2 separate regions of the Zea mays genome follow, and region 1 is linked to region 2. Evidence: chromatin contacts called from public Hi-C data. All regions are on one chromosome and are shown on one strand. The core of a region is the stretch at or near the end of the contact, and the rest is flanking DNA. Distances in the headings are between cores, read along the strand shown. Region 1 holds the start of LOC109940000 (trafficking protein particle complex subunit 11-like). Region 2 holds the start of LOC100384256.

Evidence for each region. A called contact is a pair of places that touch in the nucleus more often than the background predicts.
Region 1: a Hi-C map of tassel shows a contact between it and region 2, with 2.3 times the contacts expected there. The contact joins the promoter of LOC109940000 here to the promoter of LOC100384256 in region 2. A contact is called at or near these places in 4 of 25 Hi-C or Micro-C datasets (bundle sheath, ear, leaf and 1 more).

The regions. Positions count from the first base shown.
Region 1 is chr5:210,848,543-210,851,452 of Zm-B73-REFERENCE-NAM-5.0, forward strand. LOC109940000 (trafficking protein particle complex subunit 11-like) reads left to right here and starts at 1,612. Exons shown (of 10, transcript XM_020538673.3): 1 at 1,612-2,175; 2 at 2,576-2,637; 3 at 2,763-2,877. The coding sequence starts at 1,829.
Region 2 is chr5:210,670,309-210,673,139 of Zm-B73-REFERENCE-NAM-5.0, forward strand. LOC100384256 reads right to left here and starts at 1,420. Exons shown (of 13, transcript NM_001176822.2): 1 at 760-1,420; 2 at 608-647. The coding sequence starts at 1,352.

The DNA of each region.
Region 1 (2,910 bases), core at 362-2,861, 180 kb after region 2:
ATGACCCAACTAGTATTTTAGATATCCAAGAGCTGAGCAAACAAGTGCATACACAAGAGCAACACTTCCAAGTGACCAAAGAGTCCCAGATGCCACAAATCGAGTAGACAACTAGTCTTAGCCATTTTTAGTGATAAAAGAGCTATAACACGCGTGTGAGCTAAAGATTGTGAGTGTGTTGTGATCTTGAGCCTTGGAGTTAAGACTCCTATTGATTGTGTAAAGCAGGCAAGAGTCGCCGAGTGTGTGGAGTGCCTTGAGGAGTCTCAGTCTCTCAAACTCATTGAGAAAAGGAAAGGGGACTCAAGATGATCTTTGTGACCACTTGAGTGAGGAAAGGGGACTCACACTGATCTTTGTGACCACTTGAGTGAGGAAAGAGGACTCAAGTTGATCTTTGTGACCATTGAGTGAGGAAAGGGTTGAAAGAGACTCGACCCTTATGGACTCCTCAATAGAGACGTAAGTTTCGTTGAAAAACTGAACTCCACTAAACAAATTGTCGTGTTCTTCTATTCTTTCGACCACGATTTGGTTTCCTCCCTAAGTTCTCTTGCGCTGATCATCATTTAAATCATACTTTGTTGCTCAAGCTAATTCCGTATATTAAACGAAGCACCAGCCACAAGTTGAGAACTTATTCCAACTAACCCATATCTTTGTTCTAACACTAATATCAGATCAATTTTGGATTGGTTTGAGTCAAATTTCAGATTTTGCTTATTCAGCTTCTCTAGGCGACTTTCAACCTCTCACATAAGTTTTTGAAACAAAGAGAATAAGGTGTTTGATATGTTCACTTCTCAAATTGGTATTGCCTTTTGTCGACGACAACAATAAGTGTTGAAAGGACATTTTTCGCAATGATTTTAGTCAAAACTAAATTGTGAAACACGATATGTGATATTTTTTGGATGTTTGTCTTGCTACAAACGTCGAAAGAGATATTTTATTTAAAGTGGATGAAGAAGACATAATTGAGACTTTCATGGAGTTAAGGAAACGTAGGCCAAACATGCATCATCACAATCTCTGTGTATATTTTGTAACATGTTCGAACTATATATATATTTTAATGTATACAAATTTCATGTATAATTGTTGAATGTTAAACTTTATATCTATTTATCGAATTGTTTAACGAATTCACAATGAATTATATATACATTAGATATAATTGTATATGAAAATTTTGTTGGAGCACACCTTATAATTGTATATGAAAAATCCTAGATCTGCATTATAGCCGACTTACTATTAGTTAGGGATATTCTAAACCTAAAACTAAAAGATTGTTCTGATAGGCTAAATATTTTAGAAATAGGCAGGGGCAATTTGGTCATCAACAATCTATTAGTTGATTTTAGCTGGTTGAGACAATTAACAATTAATAATTATTAGATGTATAACTAACATTTAGCCGGTCCATTAGCTGGCCTGTTGTAACCTCTTAGCTACTAATTATTAGATTTAGAGGTTTGAAACATGGTTATAGATGAGTTGGTTGTCCATAAAAAACACTCCAACACTATTTAACGATGCAAGAGTTTAATCATTTGGCCTACGAATTATCTGAACTGAGGTCCTTGCAATCTTTGCCGAAAACACCCATGGGGAACTCAATATTACACACGTTTTGCTTTTACTTCATCGTCCTCGTAGACGCAGACTCGTCCATGTTTCTCTGAAACGAACCAAACAGACACCGTAGATCCGAGCGCTCCTCCGTCCTCCCGGGCCACGGCGATCATCACCGCCGCTGCGCCACCCATATCCACAGCAGAGCCGCTCGCCCTATAGCTTCACCTCGGCCGCGCGTGGGGCGGCCATGGAGGACTACCCGGAGGAGCTGCGGACGCCGCCGGTGTCGCTAGTGTCCATCGTGGGGTGCCCAGAGCTTCACCCCTCGATCTCGACGGCACTCAGCTCCCAGCAGCCTCCCATGAACACACTGGCCCTCCCGGACTTCGCCAAGGCCTCTATTCTGGCCCGCAGCGTTAAGCCCCGCGACCCTCTCGCACCGCCGCAACCCCCCGCGGGAATCCTCAAGAAGGACTGGCTACTTAAGCACCGCACCCGCGTCCCGGCCGCCGTCGCCGCGCTGTTCCGTGCCGACCAGGTCTCCGGCGACCCCGCCCAGTGGCTCCAGGCCTGCTCCGATCTCGAAAACCTCAAGTATGTTGTCTGAATCGTTGCGTTGTTGATCCCAAGTTGACTTTGCACGGTCAGAGATGTAGTTAAGAGTCTTAAGGTGCAAATGGACAACTTATCAACCATTTGGGGCTTAGGATGCACCTCCCACACTTTGGGGGTGTTTGGTTTAAGCTCCATCCAAAATAAGGTTGTGCATCATGGGTCTATTCCTCAAATTTTGTGCGATGATCCCAATCCTCTTATTAGTACTAACTACGAGGAATGAAGTGGTGATGGATCAACTCATTTCATTTCACAAACCAAACAAAAAAGTGAGGAGTGAGAAAATGATGGACTAGATCATTCTTCAAACCAAACATACTATTTATTGACAACAGCTAGTATAACTGAATTCACGGAGTAATTTTCGTTTGTCGCACAGGTCTGCAATTCAGGGGAAAAACACTAAATCAGTGGTGGTCCTTGTGCAGGCTCAAGCTAATGGTAAGTACCGATTTAGATAATTTGTAGCCTTCTCTCAATGCAGTGACTAGTAGGCTGATTATCTCTGGGTAGTTGGATACCAACAGTGGTCAAGATTTTAAGCTGCACCTAATATTTTTTTGCAGATGAGCTGAGTGAGGATGTAATTGTTGCCCTGAGAAAACGTGCTGAAATCGATTCCAAGCACTTGGTTGTGCTAGTTGAGCACGATGAAGCAGAATGGAACAGATCTCTGAACAAGTCTGTAACTTTTATTTTCCTGTGTTTTTATTG
Region 2 (2,831 bases), core at 170-2,669:
ATGAAAAGAGATGAAAACTGTTAGAGATAATCAGTATTTTACTAGCTTGTAATTTCAGTTGTCCGAGGAACGGATACCATTGATACTAAGGGGGTGTTTGGCTTCAAGGAACTAATTTTTAGTCTCTTGATTTTATTCCATTTTAGGCTTTAAATTTCCAAATACGGAATGCTTTCCATATTTAGCAATTTATGGTACTTAAATACAATAAAATGGAGAGACTACTAAAATTAGTCCCAGCAACTCCAAGAGACTAGGTATATGGTTTTGTAAAGGTAAATTTAGCTAATATTAAAAGAAAATTGTATCCAATAGACTCTGTAAACGACTCTTCAAATTTAGTGGCTCTCTATTTCTCCATCTTCGCTCTCCAATTTTGGATAGCCTGCTTCACTCTCTATTCAGTCCGTAGGTTTACCGAGTCTGTTGGATTAGCCTACATTTTTTCTCTAAAATCTATTTTAGAGAGTATCTAAATCAGTAAATTTGGCTAGTCTTTTTAGCTAATCTCTTGGAGTTGCTCTAAAACCAAACACCACCTAAAGAAGATTTCACTCTGTTGTATCTACAGCAGCAAGTGCATGTGTGACAACGAAATCAGCCGTACCTGCTCGTGGCCTCCCAGGTGGGCGACCTGCCTCCATAACCTGGATTCCAACATAGCAACACCAAACAGCCAAACAGGGGGCAAGTGCGTTTAGACAACAAAAGACGGTACGGAATATCTCAGAGTAGGAGTGGTTCAGTTCAGATGCACACTTGAGGCAGTTGAGGCCCTTGCCATAGAACTTGGGCGGCTTGAACTCGAGACTGTGCTCCTTATGGAAGCGCTCCAGCTCCACCATGAACGCGGCTTGCTCCTCCTCCGTCCCAGAGGCATCTCCATCGAGAAAGGGGTCCGGTTCCACCTCCAAGCGGTGAACGGCGCCACTCTCGCCCTCCACATTCACCTCGGCTATCGGAGACGCATCCTGGGTGGAGTCATCGTCGTCGTCCTTCTCCTCCTCGTCGGCGTCATGGCTGATGGCGTCCTCGCTGTTCGTCTCCACCTTTGCGCCGCTAACAATCCCATCCGGCTCCACAGTCGCGGCCACGGGCGGTACGCCCTCCCCGCTCGCATTGGGTTCCGCCTGATCCGGGGAGCCCACTCCTTCCTCTCCGTCATCGCTCTCCTGTTCAGCGTCCGGGGTCGTATCCCCACTCCGCGCAGCGGCCCCTTCCGACACGGCAACCGCCTCTTTCTCGGGCGTCTGCCACGCTTCCTCGCCGTTTGCGTCCTCGGCGAGCGGGAGGTCGTGCGGTTCGTCCCCGTAGCGGTCGGGACCGGCGGCGCGGCCCCGCGGGTCGCTCATCGCGGGAGGAGTGCGGAGACGGGAGAGAGCAAACGGGCGGCTGCTATTTTCGCGGCAGGTTTGTAGCGAGGTCTGGGGCGGAGCGGAGGGGTGGAGTGATTTGAAGTGGAAAATACCCTTTCTTTTCTGTTTGGTCTGAATACTGTTAAATTACATCGAAAAAACTGCTTTGATCCTGGAAGCCGTGGATGCAAAATTTTGTCCCAGTCGTGGAAGCTGTCGCTGTAATGGATGCCGTATGAGGTTTTTTCTTTTAGTGATTGGCCTGTTTTTGGATCTGTTAGGTTAGTTTTATCAGTGATGCTTTACGTGAAGATTTATGGTGTGTACTAGCTGCGATCTGGCGACTGATTTCAGAACTTTGTTAGTTGAACTTTGTCAGGTCATAGATATTAAGCTGGTGATTTGAAGTCTCAGTTCTTAGTGGAGGGTCTGTTTTTTTTTTTGATGGTCATGGGTGTCATGTGTGGAGCTTCCCTGGTTAACTGGTTATCCCAGTTCAACGCTGTGGGGTGTGCTCTATGTAGCTACCTCTGTTATTGCTTTCTTAAAAGCTGAGTAAAATCTCCTTAAAAAAAAGGTCTGGGGTGGAGTGGGACGGATCTCCACGGCTCGCGACTCGCGGAGGAAGGGATTCCTCCCCTTCGCGCGGTCGCGCCCACGGGCATGGCTATGACGAAAACGGTCGAAAACGAATGAGGCTAAATTATTTTTGGTTTCATATTTTCTATCGGGACGAAAATAAAAACAAAATTCAACGGTCGAGATACAGCATCGAAAGTGTCAATTATTTGAAAACGATAAACTCTAGTTAAAAGGATAAATATTTTGTAGTTTTCACAAATATATAATAAAGTGATAAATTGCCTAATTTTTAAGATATAAAAATACACAAACAACTCTTTTTCGTCATTTATATTATTTAGAGTAATTATAACTTTTGTTTTTCTCTTATTAGTTTAGATCTTGAATAAAATATATGTTATATGTATCCCATATTATATAAAAACGGTAAAAAGACGACTTGAAAACAAAAAAATACAAAAACAGTCGAAAAAATAGCTAAATCATTTTTATACCGTTTCTAATCGATTCCCAAAAAATTCGAAAACGATCGAAAAAACGGTATTCAAAACAGGCCGTTACGGGAATTTCCGTCCCATTTTCATCCATGTGCATCTCATGGGTCTAGCCTTCTGCCTAAGATGGCAACGAGTATATACCTGTTGGGTTGTCGGGTAGTATCATCATATATCTGTACTCGTCAAAAGAATCTTACGTGTTGAGTTCTCCATATAAGATCACGGGTATATAATCTTACCCATACATATATCCGTGCGAGTAATTTTACCTGTCGTGTTACACATATCTGCTAGAAAAGTCTAAAACACTAATGTGTCAATCACTAAAAATGTCAAACAAACACATAAAAAATAGTTCAAGTTAAAATACAACAAATCATTTGATTACATAACTTGG